3 separate regions of the Zea mays genome follow, and all the other regions are linked to region 1. Evidence: chromatin contacts called from public Hi-C data. All regions are on one chromosome and are shown on one strand. Each heading gives the region's core, a stretch centred on a gene start, on an enhancer-like site or on the middle of the called end of the contact. The rest is flanking DNA. Distances are from core to core; before and after follow the strand shown.

Region 1 (2,672 bases), core at 109-2,608:
ATTGGGCCATTTGCAACAGCATGATCTTTTGCAAATTTGCACGCTTGCTTCACAGCAAGAACATCCATTCCATCAACCTGCATGAATTACAATTTAGTTATGTGTGTAGCAAACACTAAAAGTAATGCCAACATGAGATCCAAGCTTAAGCTATTCCCTTAACAGTCAAAGTCAAGAATACATCATTATAATTGCAAATCAATACAAGATGCCTTTTCCACTCAACCGTATGCCATCCTCACTCAACTGTATGCCTGTATACTTTGATCAATGAACAAGCCCTATTGAGCAACTAAAAGTTGCAACACAGAGAACCTAAAGTCGAAGGCCCCATATAAAACCACCATAAACAATCAAACATACCATAAAGAGAAACAAAATTTATCATACCAGCCAGCTATTGTGAACAATGCGAGCAAACTAAAAGAATAATTACCTTCAATCCAGGCACATAGTCGCCACGCTTGTAGTAAGCAGGACTCTTCGCTGCCCTCCATTCCGCTGTTCCCATACCATCTATACAACAGAAATCAAACCCAGATCACGTCATATTTCTCATGATGAACAATCAGATTTTCACGATGTAACCCCGTTTCCCGGAACTGATGCACGAACTCACAATGGTTGTTCTCGCAAACCAATATGGCGGGCAGCTTCCAGAGGGCCGAAATGTTGAGAGCCTCAAAGAGCTGTCCCTGGTTAGCCGCACCGTCACCATAGAGCGCAAACGTGGCCGTCTCCTCCTTCTTGTACTTCTGAGCGAAGGCTAGGCCGCATCCGAGGGGCACCTGCGCGCCGACGATGCCGTGCCCGCCATAGAAATTGGCATCCTTCTTATAGAAATGCATGGATCCACCCTTCCCGCGGGAGCAGCCGGCCTCGCGGCCCATCAGCTCGGAGAAGGCGGAGACGAGGTCACCTCCTCGGGCAAGGTAGGTACAGTGGTCGCGGTAGGCGGTGATGATGGAATCGGAGCGGGTGATGGCGGCCTCCATGCCGACGGCGACGGCCTCCTGGCCGTCGTAGAGGTGGCAGAACCCGCGGATGAGCTTGGCCTTATAGAGGGAGTCGGCGGCGATCTCCATGCGGCGCATGAGGGACATGTCGCGGAAGAAGGTGACGAGCTCGGCGGGGGTGGTGGTGACATCGCGCGAGGGCGGGTCGACGAGGTGGGAGGTGAAAGGGACAGATGTCTCGATGGTGAGCGCCGCCGTGGAATCGGAGACCGGACGCGCCGCCATGAAGGCCGTGGCCGGGGCCCGCGCGGCGGGGATGCGGCGAAGGAGCGCGGCCGCGGCCATGGCGACGATCCGCTAGGGTTTCGGGGTGGATGGGGCGGTGGGCGTGGGCGTGGGCCGTGGAGAGGGAGAGGGAGAGGAGGAATGGAGGAAGAAAGACGCGAGATTTTTATTCGCGTAGTTGTTGCATTCTTGACAAGGAGCTGGGTTGGTTGGCCTGCAGCCGCTGAACTTGACAGGCTGGCGGCGCAGACCGAGATTGTCCCGTGCGTGCGGTCGTGCGCGATTCTGTAAATTGGTTCGACATTTAACTGATACGTACTACTTCCTCCGTTTCTTTTTATTTGTCGCTGGATAGTGCAATTTTGCACTATCCAGCGACAAATAAAAAGAAACGGAGGGAGTAATAAAGAACTAGTATATGTTACTCCGTATAATATAATAATAATACATCCCAATAGATTTGCAATATGGTTAACAAATGACACACGACAACTGACAACAGCATTTTATTTGGAGAACAAGTGCATCTGATTGACATTCTAATACTATTTTCGCATGGTATCTCCTCTCCACAGGTTTTCTTCGATTATGAAACATGTTGCTAGTTAGCAGAATTATGTTTAAAGCAGGACAGTGTGTTTTTTTCATTCTTGGAAAATTAGTAGCGCAAGTGGCTGCAACTGTAAATAGATTAGCGCATCATTATCTGCACTAAGATCTGAAATTTACTAAGGGACAAACAAAATCAATTTGATATATCAAGTTGTAGCCAAGAGAACAGCTTTGTAGCTCAGATGCTCTCCATAGTCCAAGAAAAAAAATCACGAATGGTCAGTAGATACAGTGTTCCTGTCGATGACGTTGGGGAAATATTTGATTTAAATTGTGTTAGCTAGACAAACCAAAAGGCAAGTAGCCAACTAAACATATTTATTCAGAACAACCCAAGCAATGGCGAGGAGTCAATCACTTGGGACATGTTTCGACGAACCATCCTTCTCAAGCTTTGCATAGCGCTCGGTGGGTCAAGGCATCTAGCGCATGACAGTTACAGGGATATTTGAATACGTCTTGATGTCCTTTGGAGATATGGTATTCCCCAAACACTGACAACAACCCATACAACCAAAATATTGGGATCACAATTTTGCAGCCTGAAACTCTTGCTTGTACTGTAGACCTGAAAGCAAATGATGGTGACTAATTCAATGCAAAAAAAAAACTATGTGATTTTTGAGTAAATGAAACTGACCAAAACAGTAGGGCTCACCATGCTGAGACCACCACTCCTATGTACTCCTGGAGTCCTGGTGTCGTTACGCGACCATAATTGTCTTTACGGTTAAATTAAAGCAAGACGATGGGATCAGCTGGCTTTGCATAATCTGAGTACAGACATCTACAGGCCAGGCCTCGAGGCTTTCCCTATTT
Region 2 (2,672 bases), core at 109-2,608, 220 kb before region 1:
TGTCCGTCCATGGGGGAAAAAAGGGGGAGTCGCTGGCTATATTAGCTAGCTAGGCGAGTAGTTTCGTGTACACGCACGAAAAATAGGTAGCTGCGTCGTCCGTCGTACGTATATATACACGGCAAGCTGCTGAGAAAGACGTGAGCGAGGCTTTACCATGAGACTGCCGAGCTGTGCGTGTGGCCAACTACCTGGCGAGACATGCTCGCGGTTACCGACAAAATGTGCCGGGATCAGGTCGATCGCCAGTGTGTAGCAAAACCGGGAGAGTCCAACCTACAGGCGGCTACAGGCGACAGCTAGTGTATATAGTATACGAGTCTACTCTACTAGACTGACTATCATGTGCCGGTGTATATTCTACCCTGCGACCTGCGCGCGAATGGAGAACGAAGTCGTAGCGTTTGAACTAATCGTCACAAGTTGAGAGCTGGGTGCCAGGTAGCTTTTGCTAGCTCTAATAAGTTTACATATGTAATTTACGTTACAAATACAGGTAACCAAGAGCACATGAGTTCGGGGGGCATTTTGGATATTTCAGAAATGTCAAATGCTAGACTTCTTCACGCTAGTTGATTCTCCGTGCAATCCGCTTCTCCAGATTCTTAGAAAAACCGTGTACAAATAATTTACATTACCAAAGTAGCCAAACAGACCTTTAGTCTACTCGATGCATATGTTTGTATGTGTCGTTACATATTTTTGTTAAAGGAAGGCAGCCATCGCCACGCGGATGGGTTGACTTAAGACGGCAGGGCAGGGCGTGTAGGCAACTATCCTGGCGAGACATGCTCGCAGTTACCGACAAGATGTGGAAAAAAATTCTTTACGTACCGTATGTTACTATTTTTTTTACAGCCCCTCATATATACCAGCTGCTCATATATATACCAGCTGCTGGTCCGTATAAATAAAAGAAAAACAAATTATTAAAGAGTTATTTTGTAAATTTTGATCTGTGTTTATGAGGCTCCGACTGCTAGATGTGAGGGACTGTAAAAGATAACGTTTACATCTGGTATGTACAAAAATTTTTTCCCAAGATGTGCCGGGATCGGGTCGCCGCTCGCCAATAGCAAAACGGGATCATGTCGAGGTCGAGCACAAGCAGTGAAAAGTGACCGCATGAATTTTCCGATAATCGCTCACCGGCACCGCGTAAACGTAAGCCTGGAGGTGGAGGAGAGGAGCACGTGAAGCTGCCGAATGCCGATGACTGGGCTTCGATTTGTCGCGTGCCTGACGTTGCGTCCGAGCAGGAGCAGTATACGTGTCAGGCTCCGTCCCCAACCGCCTGCGCGCGGGCAGACAAAGGCCAAGGGAGGCCAAATTGCCCGAACGAGTCCACCCCCCTCCAAACACACCTCACCTCGCCCGGCCCCCAACCCCTCCGTTGCCGAGTCCCGAGTAGTATTCTATTGCATCCCCTCCGGGGAGGGCTGAACCAATTCAACACGCTGTGCCTGTGCGTGCGCTTGTGTCGGGGCGGGGTCGCAGCAGCCAGCCAGGATATAATCCCCGCGCGCGCCGCTCGTAAACAGAGGAGGGCGAGAGGGAGGCCGGCGAGGTGAGCCAGTCCTCCGATCACGCGCCCGCACACACGCACGGAGCGCGGCAGCCGGCAGGGAGGAAGAGCTTACAGGGCCACAGCAGGCAGGCAGGCAGGCAGGGCACGGAGAGGCTATCCACCACCGCTGCCGCACATGCGAGCGGGCGCAGCAGCGCGCGGGGACTCTCCTCGTGCAATGAGCGCCGCCGCGACGCCGCGCCACCGGCTCGGGGTCGCGCTTCTTCTCCTGCTGGTCCTCGGTGGCGCCGACGCGAAGGCGCACAGCTACGAGGACGCGCTGCGGAAGAGCCTGCTCTACTTCGAGGCGCAGCGCTCGGGCCGGCTCCCGCACAGCCAGCGCGTCACCTGGCGCCACCACTCCGGCCTCACCGACGGCCTCGAGCAAGGGGTACGTCGGTGGCTCCATTCCATCGCTTTCCCACGATCGCCGCGCGCCGGTGCACGGAATCGATCGAGATGGCTGTCGTTTTTTTTCTTTCCTTCTCCGTGATGATGATGGTGATGATGGTGATGATCGATCGCGCGCGCCAACAGGTGGACTTGGTCGGCGGATACTACGACGCCGGGGATCACGTCAAGTTCGGGCTCCCCATGGCGTTCACCGTCACCATGCTGTCGTGGAGCCTGATCGAGTACGGCGCCGACGTCGCGGCGGCCGGCGAGCTCGGCCACGCGCTCGAGGCCGTCAAGTGGGGCACCGACTACTTCGTCAAGGCGCACACCAGGCCCGATGAGCTGTGGGCTGAGGTAATCATCAACACTACAGTACTTGCACCATGCATCCACACACCGCGTGAAATCTCACCTGGTCATGCTGCCCATGCCCATGCCGAGAGAGAAAGAGAGACCAGTTCGCTGTGACTTGGCCTCGTGCGAAAGCTAGCTGTTACACAACATGATGAAGCTAGCTACAAACCAATTCAACTATCGCTTGTATACGAGTACTACTAGTTTATTAGTCACCGGTTTCTTCATTCGTTTCCCCCAAACATTCCAACCCGCCGCAACTATAGTATATATATTTCTCTCTGGCGAATAACAACAACCAGGTTAGGTGGCCCACCCATCGAACGTACGAAAAAAAAGTTGTGCGGTTCCATCC
Region 3 (2,672 bases), core at 53-2,552, 150 kb after region 1:
TCGAGCAACAAATCGATACAAGGAAGGACGTGGCCAAAAAAAAAAAAAAAATGGCGAACACTAGAGGTCTACGGCACTAGAGGACTAGGAGGAGCAGGCCAACTGCCGCAACCGCAACTACTCCGACGAAGACTCTATCTGGTCGGCATCCGGCGCCGGCGCTACTGTCCATCTCGCGGCTGCTCGTCGCCGGCGAAGTCGGGGTCGCGCCCTTGAAATTGGGGTTGCTCCCGTACAGGCTCTGTATCCCCTGGACGTCGTCGGCCTCCAGCTCCACCTTCCTCGTCCCCGTCCGGATCGTCGGGTACATGATGGCGTCCGGCACCGAGGAGTGGCCGAGCCCCAGTAGGTGGCCGATCTCGTGCACCGCCACGGACTCTAGGTCCACCGCCCCGGTCGCCGACGAGCGTGACACGTCGCTGCCGGCCACCCACGCCTCCGCGGCGTCCAGGTGGAACCGGCCGTCCGTGGGCGAGAAGGCGTGCGCGAGGGTGCCCAGGGGCCCGTCGAACGGCTCGCCGTCGCCGTGCGAGCCCGAGTAGAAGCCGATGGTGATGTCGGCGTCGGACTCCGACGCGGTCTCCGCGAACCGCAGGTTGGTGGCGGCGGCCCACCGGGAGAAGGCGCGCGCGAAGACGTCGCTCAACGTGGACCGGTCGATGGACGCGGCCGCCGAGGTCGCGGTGATCGCGTACTTGAGGTCCCGCCTGAACGGCGGCCACGTCGGCCCCCCGGGGAAGTAGGCGTACAGGTGCCTGCCGTGGGCGTCGGCGGAGGAGCTCCTCGCCATGGTGGACCGTTGATGACGTCGGCCACGCCGCAGCGAGGCGCGACCATCTGCGAGACGGTGGACGGGTCCAGCGCGCCGGTGGCGTTGAGCCCGAAGTTGCGCTGGTACGTCGCGATGGCCGCCTCCAGGTTCTGGTCGAACGCGTCGCTGAAGGGGGACGACGGCGGCGGCGGCGGGAGGTAGCCGAAGTGGCTGAGGTAGTCCTTGAGCCCGGCCAAGCCCTGCCGCTCCTCCCCCATGTGACAGCCAGACAGGTTCTGGAACGCCGCCCACGGATTCGGGAACGCTGGTGGCGTCCCAGGCGGGAAGCCGGACGGGAAGGCCGACGCCGGAAACGCGACCGCGAACGCCATCAGCGCCACGGCTGCGGCAACTTGCGATACATCCATCATCAGGAACCAGAGGAAGTTCGCCGGGCCGACCGCGCAGAGAACACACAGCAAACCGAGCTGTCACGTAAGCTTTAAGGCTCGCTACCCGATAGCTCACGGGCAGCGTGGTCAGCCGGCCGGCAGGTACGCGGAGCCGGGTCCGGGTGGCTAACGGGAACAGAGCCCTTTCTTTCGAGTCGAGACGTCGCAGCTCTGTGCGTGTGGTTCAGTGAGCTCCTTTGGTCAAGACTCAAGGGCGGCAAGAGAGGATGTGGCCTTGTGTCTGTTGCGAGTTGCTGTCGTACCACGGCTGCGATCGGCGTGAAGTGAGACTGAGAGGGTTTTAGAATAGAAAAAAAATGCGTTTTGCTTTTGTACACTACTCACCGGCCAGAGAAGCTTCTGCTTCGTTGGTTTCCGGCGTGCGGCTCGATTGGTGTTCAAGAACAGAAAACGGTCGTAGGCTGCCAAGGCCGGCGCCGGGTAACATTTATTTTAATCGCTGTTAATGTTATATGATCTTAACATGTAACTCTAACAACTATACCTTATAAATTTTAGATATGTGTCTTATGGTTTGAGGGAAAATCGTTGTAGGAGATCAAAATCCGATGGTTGGTGCCGATAGAGGTAACAGTGGCGCCGTGGCAGTCTATTCTCCACTTCTGTGTAGAGATAAACTAGGCCTTATTAGGTATGTGTAAACTCCTATCCTATAATGTTAAATCGTTTCATTACTAATCAAAAAGATCTAGATGGATAGAAGTAGGTTGAATAGGCTATAATTTTTTTCTTATAAACCTAATAGTTACAAATGGGGCCAATATATTTGATATGTGGAAATAATTACTTGTGTTATGTTTAATCAAGGCTATTTCCCTAACCAAACCAGTAGACTGTGAATAATATATAAGTATATAACAAGCTATATATGTGCTAAAAAATAGATATATGATAATTAATGATCTTGCAATAAGTATATGTATTAGCAAGGATAGCTTGGAGTGCAAACCATATGGACAGACGACGTGGTTTGGTTGCTTGCTACCAACCTACATACTCATTGTAGTGATCCCAAACTAGAAGATTCATGTGCTTATTTGGCGTAACAAGCCAAACCCATAGGACGCCATAGTAATCACTCTAACAAGACACTCCAATGTAACAAGCCGCAATATCATCATTGTTGGTCATTGTGGATCTCCCGCATGGATAACCATAAGATCTCCTTACAGTATGATGACCGAAGTCAGCAATAACCTCCAAAGCTGCACAACGATCCCTCATTATTGCCTCCAAACAGTCTAGTGGAGATAGCCACCAAGAGTAAAAAGAACCCTACAACTCAATATGATTAGTAGTGCTACTAGATAAAAAACTCTATGAGAATCATTAGAAATCACTTCCAATCTTATTTTATGTCACTAGATATGAGTGGTTGATGTTTTCTTAGGTCTAATAGGGTGTATACCAAGTGGGGAAGCCAAAATGTTGATCCCGAACCTGCATAA

Evidence for each region. Hi-C and Micro-C count contacts between places; a contact is called where the count stands out from the background.
Region 2: a Hi-C map of leaf shows a contact between it and region 1, with 4 times the contacts expected there. The contact joins the promoter of LOC100285069 here to the promoter of LOC100283889 in region 1. A contact is called at or near these places in 2 of 25 Hi-C or Micro-C datasets (ear and leaf).
Region 3: a Hi-C map of tassel shows a contact between it and region 1, with 1.9 times the contacts expected there. The contact joins the promoter of LOC100285384 here to the promoter of LOC100283889 in region 1. A contact is called at or near these places in 4 of 25 Hi-C or Micro-C datasets (ear, leaf and tassel).

What each region holds. Positions count from the first base shown.
Region 1 is chr5:214,000,380-214,003,051 of Zm-B73-REFERENCE-NAM-5.0, forward strand. It overlaps LOC100283889 (pyruvate dehydrogenase E1 component alpha subunit), which reads right to left and starts at 1,359. Exons shown (of 8, transcript NM_001156787.2): 1 at 620-1,359; 2 at 437-516; 3 at 1-77. The coding sequence starts at 1,301. LOC103627702 (E2F transcription factor-like E2FE) reads right to left here. Exons shown (of 12, transcript XM_020538689.1): 11 at 2,512-2,672; 12 at 1,987-2,421. The coding sequence ends at 2,667.
Region 2 is chr5:213,780,837-213,783,508 of Zm-B73-REFERENCE-NAM-5.0, forward strand. LOC100285069 (endoglucanase 1) reads left to right here and starts at 1,359. Exons shown (of 5, transcript NM_001157964.2): 1 at 1,359-1,958; 2 at 2,105-2,317. The coding sequence starts at 1,704.
Region 3 is chr5:214,149,755-214,152,426 of Zm-B73-REFERENCE-NAM-5.0, forward strand. LOC100285384 (metalloendoproteinase 1) reads right to left here and starts at 1,303. Exons shown (of 2, transcript NM_001158277.3): 1 at 799-1,303; 2 at 1-796. The coding sequence starts at 1,182. The coding sequence ends at 77.